2 separate regions of the Sus scrofa genome follow, and region 2 is linked to region 1. Evidence: chromatin contacts called from public HiChIP or PLAC-seq data. All regions are on one chromosome and are shown on one strand. The core of a region is the stretch at or near the end of the contact, and the rest is flanking DNA. Distances in the headings are between cores, read along the strand shown.

Region 1 (5,052 bases), core at 1,831-4,330:
AACAATATTGTGTGAATGAACTTTTAAGGTCTTACTATGGCAAAGGTATTTTTTCCAAGTTAATGAATACATGTGAAACTTTTTCTTTCTTTAAAAGTAGAGGTTATTATGTCGCCTCCAGGATGGAGATACTTCAGTTCTGCACGTGTCAAAACAAAAAGAGGGAGTAATACCATTAAATTCACAGAAAGGAAACACACAGCTATCCCCCCAGTATATTAAAATATTTGGAGCGGCTGGGAATTAAGGGTCGGGGGAGAGTAGAGTTTTAAGCTGATTAGGGGAAAAGCTCTGCCTTCCACCTATATCCTTTAATTGATGCTCTGGCTGCCTCATGTGACTATGATGGATAGCCAAAGCCCTGTCATTTATCTTTTGGAGTGAAACCAGAGAATTCAAGCAGAGCCCACTGAGCATTGCTTGTAGAAGTGCTGCTCCATCTAATCCCAGGAGAAAAGAGAACATTGAAAGGTCAGAAAGGACACAGGCTGTGTGTGTGTGTGTGTGTGTGTGTGTGTGTGTGTGTGTGTGTGTGTGTGCGCGCGCACATCACGCCAAGTACTCCTCTTCCAACTCAAACACATTTTGGTGGGGGGTGGGGGGGTGTGCTGAGGAAATAGGGAGTAGACCCATGAGACAGAATTCTTCAGCATATTCTGCAGCTTGATCTGCCCGGGGCTAACCAGACTGTGCACAGAGTTGAAGTTGTTGAGAAAGGAGTGACAACTCCTAACCAAGCGTCCAGCTCCTGAGAAGCAACCAGGAGGAGGGTGGGGAGATGAGTGACAGGGCCCTCCTCCCAGCTTCTCTTACTCACCAACCTGACACTGGCTGGTCCACGCCTCCTCTAGGATACAGGACATTCAACGTGTATGCTGGGTAGGTGGATCTGTACCCTGGCTTTTTACAATTTTATTCTTTCTCATCTCTAACAGCTGCATCTTCTTAACATCTGCTGGGTAGTTCTGTCCCTGAGCTGAAAGGTTGGGGGTTGGGTGGAACAGAGTTTCGGGAGCAGAGTGAATGTCAGACAAGGGCAGAGGGCAGAGGGTGATTTACTGAGTGCCTCTGCTTTCTCCTTATTACCGACGCTACCATCCACTCAACCAGAAGGGTAGAAGGTAGGTCAGAATAATCAGTTAAGTGCATTAGGGGTTTTTCCCCTTCTTTCCTACAAATCCCATGAGCAACGAATGAGAAAACGCCTAGAGGTAAAAACGAACTTCATGACGTCAAAGCATAGGTGCATTGTGATATATCCAGGTTAAAAAGTTTTTAAAAAAGAAGAAAGAAATCTCAAATAAGTTAGGAAGCTTTTTTTTTTCCACACTACAAATGAACCCACTACAGAATTCATTTAGAATATGAATGGCTTCTCAGGCACTTAAAATAATTAAACATTTGATTTGCGGTATCTTCTGTGCAAGTCGAGATGTACTTAGATGCGAGGAAACCTCAGTTTAGCTCTTTGTAATAAAATCTTTAAATGAATAACTACCCGTCAATAAAAAAAGGCAACATTCAAGAACCAGCTTTGGAAATAATCTAGAACGAAGATTATCCACAGAAATTCTCAACAGATGATGGATAAAATGTAATTAGTGGGGATTTGTGTTGATGGGAGGAGGACAGAGGGTACTTTAAAAATCTTCCTAAGAGAGAAATGCAGCAAGACAGCAGTTTGGAAATTGTTCTCTGCCTCCTGAAAGTGTTTATAAGGTTTCTGAAAACAATAAGGGATTTGCTGTCAAACTTGGAATAAAATGCCTAAGGAAGAAACCTGTTCATTGCTTTTATCTTTGTGGCAGTTTTCAATGTTGGGATGCTGAAAATTTCATTTGAACAAAGAGTTCTGTTGCCAAATAAGTCTGGAAGCTATTGTTTGGAAGGTGCCGTGCAGTCTGTGCACAGGAAGGTTTGCGGAAACGGCCCCTGGCAAGGAACTCGCCCCTGAGGCCTCTCCTCGGGGCCTGAACTCCTGCTAGGATTTGGCTTCCAACAGCAAGTTACTAGCATTAAGGATCAACTATGAAAACACACTAAGGATCAGCTGTTATATTTATCCACAAATTTACCTAGAAATAGTTTCAGCACGATATTTTTATTTTCAAAAAAGCCTATTTGAAGAAATGTGAGGTTAAAACATGAGTATCTCACAAAAGATATCACTTCTCACTGCATTAGTCATAGCACATTATTGACAGCCACATACTCATTATTTTGAAATTTTAGGAGCTTCCTTTGGGGCTCAGTGGTAACAAAGTATGCATGAGGGTGCGGGTTCGATCCCCTCTCGCTCAATGGGTTAAGGATCCGGCATTGCCGAGAAAGGTGGTGTAGGTCGCAGACGTGGCTAGGATCTGGCATTGCTGAAGCTGTGGGGGTAGGCTGGCAGGTGCATCTCCGATTTGACCCCTAGCCTGGAAACTTCCATATGCTGCAAGTGCAGCCCTAAAAAGCAAAAAAATAAAAAAAATTGCAAAAAAATTTTAATAAGCAGTCCCAGCTGGGGAACAGTCTAATGAATCCCTGTGTACCTATTTTCTCAACTTTGTATATGGCTGAAATTTTCCACAACAAAGACATTATTTTAGGTCTCAGAAGGCCAGGTAAATACAGTTAAGGGCTTAACTTCATGTCCCTCAAACCACAGTCCAGAAGGTTTGGTTCTGTTGTGATAAAGGTACTGAGCCCTCTTCAACCAGCCAAACTGACCTGCAGGACAGTTCTTCTTGTTCTTTTTTTTTTTTTTTTAAATTACTTAATGAATTTTATTACATTTATAGGTGTACAACAATCACCACAACCAAATTTTACAGCACTTCTTATTCTTTTTCTTATACCCCTTTCTGCTCTATACAATGCTTTTGGGAGGAACCTTGACACACCAGAACAAAAAACTGGTTCAGCGCATGCTCCCGGTTAGTGATTGAAACAAAGCCAACCCTCCTGATCAAGAGCTCTCTGGTCTATTGCATTTCACACGAAGGCTTTAAAAACAGCAACACCCAGATCCAGAGACAAAGTGACTGAGGTCATTTCCAGCAGAAACACAGAGGGACGTTATTAAATAGAATCAAAATCTATAAATAATTTGGTTCAGCAATCACTCAGGTTTCCTTAACCTTCCTCGACTCTCTGAATCAGGCAGGAAAACAAACTGGAGTGGCAATGTGACTTGGAGAAAACATCTGCCACACCAAATGGGTGAACAGGAAAGCTAAGAAATGTGAAGCCGTGTACGTGAAGGCCAACACAACGCTGTCAGTCTGGCTTCTAGGACGCTTCAGGTCTGGTTTACGCGCCTATAAAAAGCCAAGTTCGCCTTCACATGATTAAGGCCCTTCTGGGCACAAAGGTGTACAACCCTAAGGTTCTAACTATTGGAGCTCAAAACCAGCTCTGTTTTTAGTTTTTCTTCCAGAAACGAGTCTACTGAAGACAAGTAGAGGAGCTGAAAAGGAAAGGTGGTCCCAGCCAGCCTTCCTTCATGTGAAGAGAGAAAGCTGAGACTGTAGAACTTACAGCAGTTTTTCACACCTTTTCCTAGTCTGCTCTCCTCCACACCCAACTTTATTTTTGAAAGAAATTCATTTTGGGAGTTAATTAACAAGCACCTATTATAAGCAACAATGTATTCTAGACAATGGACAAGATCAAAGAAATACTGGATCTTACTTTTTGGTTTTGAGGCATAATAGTTCCCCCCCCCCACCACACACACACACATCCCTGCATATATTTTAAGCAGACAATTAGAAAAGTTGACAGAAGTTCCCATCGTGGTACAGTGGTTAACGAATCCGACTAGGAACCATGAGGTTGCGAGTTCGATCCCTGGCCTTACTCAGTGGGTTAAGGATCTGACATTGCCGTGAGCTGTGTGTAAGTCGCAGCTGTGGCTGGGATCCTGCGTAGCTACAGCTGTGGCATAGGCTGGTGACAACAACTCCAATTAGACCCCTAGCCTGGGAACCTCCATATGCCGCAGGAAGAGGCCCTAGAAAAGCCAAAAGGCCAAAAAAAAAAAAAAAAAAAAAAAAGTTGACATATTTACACCTCTGAAACAATTGCCACAATCAAGAGAGTGAACATATCCAATGACCCTCAAAAAGTTCCCCTGCCTGTTCCTGCTTCCTCTAGGCAATCACTGATCTGCTTTCTGTCAATAGAGATCGGTTTGCATTACTATCGTTTTTTATAAATGGAATCTCATACGCTCTGCACTTTTTTTTTTTTTTTTTTTTTTTGCCTAGTTTGTTTCACTCAGCATGATTATTTTGAGATTTATCCACAAGGCTGCATGGATCCATAGTTCACACTACTGAGTATACTTTACTGTGTGGCTATTACACCCTCTGCTTATCTATTCACTTGCTGATGGACATCTGGGTTGGTTCTTGCTTTTGGCTGTTGCAAATAAAGCTGCTGCAAACATTCATGTCCAGCTGTTTGGAACAAATGGATGATACAGAGTGTGTATGCTGAACATTTTAAGAAACTGCCCAACTGCTTTCTAAAGCGGTAAGCAATACTGGTTGCACAACAGCGGGGTATCAGAGCCCTGTTTCCTCCACGTTCACGCCAATCCTTGTCCTATTCAGTCTTTTTAGTTGTAGTCATTCTTGTGGGCGTGTAGTGGGTTCCGGGCTGCAGAACACACAGAGATTTAAGGACTGTGGCATGCTCAGAGAGCAAGGAAGCTCCATGCCCTACATATCCCTTCATCGGGCTAATGATTCCTATCCTTTGAAAGCCTTTATAATAAACCAGTCATCTGGTGAATAAACTGCTTTCCTGAGTTAGGTGAGCCAGTCTCACAAATGGACCAAATCCAAGACGGGCATCATGGAAACCTTTGAGTGACAGCCAGTCAATCGGATGCACAGAAAACAACCTGAACTTGGGATTGACCACGGAGGGCAGCCTTGTGGGACTGAGCCCTTAACCTGTGGAGTCTGATGCTGTGTCTGGGTAGACAGTGTCAGAATTGAGTTGAATTGTAGGACACCCAGCTGGTGTCTGAGAAATGCTTGCTGGTGTGGAAACATC
Region 2 (5,052 bases), core at 766-3,265, 97 kb before region 1:
TCCCCGGAGCTTCCTTCCCAAGTTTCTTGACAGCTGCTCAGTTTTTCCTTGAACAATTCATTCCTTTTCTGCTGAAATTTGCTGGGCTATGTTTCGGCTATTTTTCAACGAAGTAATCCTGAATTGTATGATACCATTTCTTATCTGGCTGGCTATTTGCAGACAGAAGGCTTTCCAATATCCTTTCCTTCCAGGTTATAAACTCTGGGAAGGCAGAGGCTAGGTTTTTTCAGGACTTAGCCTGAGCACAAGTCTGGTTCAAGGTGGGTGACCTCGAAGGGCGATGGGATGGATAAACTGCAGTGGATCACACCATCGAGAAAGCTGCTATGCAGAGGCAATGACAAAAGAAGCCGGATGCTTCCCTTGCTCAGCATTTGACGAACTAAGAAGCAGCAGATGCTGTAAACATTTTTTGTAGCTCAAGTTTAAATCCTAAGGAAGCTGCTCATTTCTTTCACTGCTCTGCCTCCTCCTAGCCCCTCACCAGTTACTGCGCATTTAATCTCATTTACATAAGAATAAAAACACTAGTAGGTGAGAGAACAGGGAGTCTAGCTCCTGTTCCTGCCTACTGTGTACGGCCCTGATTAATTTCCTGTCCAGCAGAGGAATGTTAATTTCATTTCCAGCAAGGTTTTCCTAATGCCAAGAGCCCCCTGTACCTGCCAGCTTTGCAATTGTGGGGTCAGTGGCAGGCAGGCAAGGATAAGACTTTGTACCCACCACCTCCAAGGTCCTCCCCTTGCCCTCAGGGCTAGGCTTCCAATGGTGTTGCCCAGAAGCTCCTGGGCAGGGACACAAAGCCTTCAAAAATAAACAGAACGCTCCACTAAGCCCAACTCAACAATGAAACAGAAGTACTCAGCAAATCTGATAAATACGCTGGTAGAAATCACAGCAGGGGCCACACCTAGAAACAACAGCTGATTAATATGAATGTAGTAACTTCCTGGGTGCTCCAGAAATGAGACTGGAGGTGACCAGGCTGTGGAACCTGTGTCACAAGCCTTTGTGAGATGGTGACTTGCAGAGAACGAGTGATGTGAACTGTTCTTAGTGACAAGCTGACACATCAAATAACCTCTGCTCAACATCCAACACACATGAAGTACGTGGAACCAGAGGCAAAGAGGAGGGCAGAGTGAAAAGTTCCATCTGCACGGAAGCCCTCCGAACCAGACCGAAGCTGTAACAGGCCACAAATACTCTTGGGACTCACATGCACACACTGTGTATAAAATATTTTATACTATGTATAAGATATGTAACTGACAGGGACCTACTATATAGCACAGGGAACTCTCCTCAATATACTGTAATAACCTATATGGAAAAAGAACGTGAAAAAGCATGAACATATGTATACGTATAACTGAATCACTTCACTGTACACCTGAAACTAACAACGCTGTGAATCGACTATACTACAATATAAAATAAACAAAATAAAATGGGAAAAATACCTCTTCCTATGTAATTAGGCCTTTCCATATATGATCCATCACACTTGAAAAGAAACAACAGAAATCCACAAAATGACAGTGTCTCGTAGACAGTATCTGTGAGCTAGGGTGTAGGCTGCAGATGCGGCTCAGATCCTGCGTTGCTGTGGCTGTGGTGTAGGCTGGCAGCTGTAGCTCCGATTGGACCCCCTACCTGGGAACCTCCATATGCTGTGGGTGCAGCCCTAGAAAATAGTCAAAAAGACAAAAAAGTAAAAATAAAAATAAAAAACAATAGAATTCTGCTGTTCCTGAATCTCATCCAGTGCTTAATACATACCCTGAGCGTTTCCCCTAGGTTTTAGCTCTCCTAACATGATGATGAAGCAAATTTAAAACCTATATAAATACTTGTGTCTAGCACCATAAATTGGTGAAAATGCCTATAAGCAAAAATGTTTAATAAAAACAAGCCATATCATCATTACAACCACCAAGAATAAAACCCTTTAGGCTCATCTCTGCAACTGGTGAAGTCCAGGGATAAGGCTGTGAGTCAGCCTTGAGACAGACTGGCCCGAGAACCTGAGCTCTTGTTGGAAAAATCCTGTGCAGTGTGCAGCATGGGTCTGCTAAGGAGCTTTATGGTTTGGTTAATGTTCTTCACTGGGTTTTATCTTACTCCACAGAGGCCACTGATCTTTAATCATCACATTAGTCTCAGCTGTCAAACCTAAGAGTATTAGAAACGCCATTCTTGAAAAATGCAATGCCATCATTCATTTGTTAACCCTCTCGACCAAATGGGCAAGGGGTCAGCACCACTGCCTTTGCAAACATGCTAAGAAGTAGCGCCACAGGGTCACATGGGACTGATCGCAAGTCACAACTGGACTACACAGGATATTTCTAACCTCATTCTAAGTCCATGCCTGGGTTCTCCCAAGGGGTAGGCTAAGGAACCAAGCCAACTAAACAAAGAGGCCCAGCACAAATGGAAATGCCAGTGACAAAATAACACAGACAAAGTGGTGTCCCAAAGAGTAAACAAATAGAAAGGAACAGGGGTGGGGTGGGGTGGAGCCTGGCCAAGAGAAGGCATTCAAACTCCATCTGTAGCCCACACAAGACAAAGAAAAAAGAAGACGCCCTCGCCACTGCATTTAATGAAAACAGTGTACGTTTTCATCCTAAATGCCAAGAGGTAAAAAATTCAGAATCTTTGCTTTCTAAAATTAGAGAGCTCAGAAACAGAAGGTGTTCTGAATTACTTACCACTGATCGATTTCCAAGGGTCAATAGGAAGACACTCATTTTGATATACTGCCTTTGGTAGTTCTTCTTAAAAAATGCAGTTTTTTAAAATAATTGTTGGTACTAAATAAAGAGGAAACATGCTGAAAGCAACAAATCAGTACACTATATGATCGTTGCCAGTTTCCCACCAGGCTGCTCCCCATGAGGCTGTTTCCTATGGGTGCAAATGCATGCACCAGTTTCACGTGGGAGGGGAGAGAGATTTGGGAGGGGAGAGAGATTTAAACCAAACCAACCTGTGCCCTAGTCCCCTACCCTCGATGGGATTCCCTCTGGGGAGCCTGGGCAGCTTAAAGCACGACACAGGATTCGTATCGCAAGGGATTTCCATAAAACCTGGATTCAAAACCTGATTCTCGGTGCTTCCTAACTACAGAACCCCAGGCAAGATATTCAAAGTACCTAAACCTCAATTTTTTCATGTGTAGAATGGGAATGCTAATACCATCTACATGAAGGATCATCATGAGAACTCAGTGAGATCAAGCATGTGGAGTGCCTGCCATGCTGCCTGGCACAAAAGAGAGCTCAAGTGTGGTGATGATCACTATGGGTATAAGGTAATAGTGGTGACGTTCATCAAGTCCCCCAGGAAGCTGTGATGGACACAGACTCTAAGGTGCTCCTACCATCCCTGTGTCTCCTTTATGTGATACCATCTCACCAAGCCTGGGTGGGATGTGTGACTGCCTTCTATCTAACACAGTGCAGCAAGGGTGATGGCATGTCCCTGCCATAACAGCAGGACACTGTATAAGACTCTGTCTTGCCAGCAGATTTATTCTAGAATCTTTCTCTCCATTGCTGGCCTTGAGGAAGCAAGCTACCATGAATCCTACACACACAAAGAAATCCCCTCAATGATATAAGTGAGTCTGGAGATGAACTCCTACCCAGTTGAGCATTTAGATGAGCATTCAGCTCTGCTAACACCCTGACTGCAGCAGAAGACCCAGGTAAGCCAGGCCTGAGCTTCTGATGCACAGAAAAGTGAGATGAAAAATGTGTGTTGTTTTAAGCCAGTAGGTTTGGGGCAATTTGTTACACAGCAGTAGAAAACCAACACACAAGCCCTTTGCCTTCCCTATCACCTTGGTATGGGCTCCTTTACTCAACCATCCCTTCACATCGCTATTCTTAAAACTTTATTAACTTATGACCATGTATAAAGAATCTTCTTCTATTCATCTAGTGCCAATGTCACCTTTCATAATTATTCAGCAGATGTTGAAGCTTGCTTTGATTATTTCTAACGAACACAATCACCGTTTATATTTCACATTTTAATCAGAGCTCTGCAATATTTAGAGAGCTGGTAAAACTTACTAAAGCCACACACAGAGTATACATTTAAAACACACTTGCTCTTCCACCATCTGGTAAAGCTTCAAACATGAATCACTCACCAAGACACACAACACAGAAAGCATGACACAGCTATTTCCTTGTTTTAATTTTTCCTCCATAAATCTCATCTTAAACCATAAATCTCATCTTAAATCATAACTCAGGTAGGAGCCTGGCAAGTCTGACCTTTTTGACATGTTCTTTCCCTGGGTTCCAGTCTCTGAATTGTGACGATATCACCAGTGGAAGGAACAGAGGGTAATTTTTAAGTATATTTACTGTGAGAATGCAAACAAGAGACTCAACTAATGGTGCTATGTAATCATCAGGGTAAAACCATCAAAACTATTACATGAGATTGTCTTGACCGTATGTAATTCAAAAGGGAGTTGAATCACCCCTTCACAGAGAAGACAAAAAGTTTCCCTTTAGCCTCTTATCCTCTGCACGAGCTGCCCTTTGCAGGCTTAAATTTTAATAAATACCTTCCTAGTCATCTTTTAACATCCAAGACTGGGGTACATGCCAGCTTCCGGTTAAAAGCACTCACAATTTCTTTTCTTCTTAAAAAAAAAAATGCTCACCCATAAGGGCTATTGACAATAGCTGGCTTTACACCAACTTAACACCATTCTATAGTCTTCTTTAACACAAAAATAACCACTTTAAAAAAAAAAAAAAACCCTTCAGGAACAACACAAAAGCATTTTTAAAAGTTTTAATTCACCAGAGTCCACTACTGAAACATTATAAAGCTGTCTTTCCAGTTTTTCTATCCCATTTTTATTACTTTCATAATCAGATGGAAAAATACTTCAAGTTTTCATCTAAGTAAAAACTGAAAAACTTTGTCTAACAGCCCATATGAGAAAAGAACACTGGATGCCTTGTCTTGGCTCTGGTGCTAGGTTGTGCGTTTGACCTTGGGTAAGCAAGTTAACCT

Evidence for each region. HiChIP or PLAC-seq counts read pairs in DNA pulled down with a chosen protein or histone mark.
Region 2: an H3K27ac HiChIP or PLAC-seq map of skeletal muscle shows a contact between it and region 1. The contact joins two enhancer-like sites. A contact is called at or near these places in 3 of 47 Hi-C or Micro-C datasets (heart right ventricle and skeletal muscle) and 1 of 2 datasets of contacts at active chromatin or transcription factors (skeletal muscle).

What each region holds. Positions count from the first base shown.
Region 1 is chr2:116,520,734-116,525,785 of Sscrofa11.1, reverse strand. The region is part of intron 3 of MCC (colorectal mutant cancer protein); the gene reads right to left. Among named protein-coding and RNA genes, the nearest start is that of MCC, 240 kb to the right of the region's middle. Within about 2 kb of position 3,080, at least 4 of the 83 cell types and tissues checked have an H3K27ac peak or open chromatin away from gene starts, as enhancers often do. A contact at or near this core is called in skeletal muscle, where this site is marked.
Region 2 is chr2:116,616,919-116,621,970 of Sscrofa11.1, reverse strand. All of the region lies in intron 4 of MCC (colorectal mutant cancer protein), which reads right to left. Among named protein-coding and RNA genes, the nearest start is that of TRNAE-CUC, 170 kb to the left of the region's middle. Within about 2 kb of position 2,015, at least 3 of the 83 cell types and tissues checked have an H3K27ac peak or open chromatin away from gene starts, as enhancers often do. A contact at or near this core is called in skeletal muscle, where this site is marked.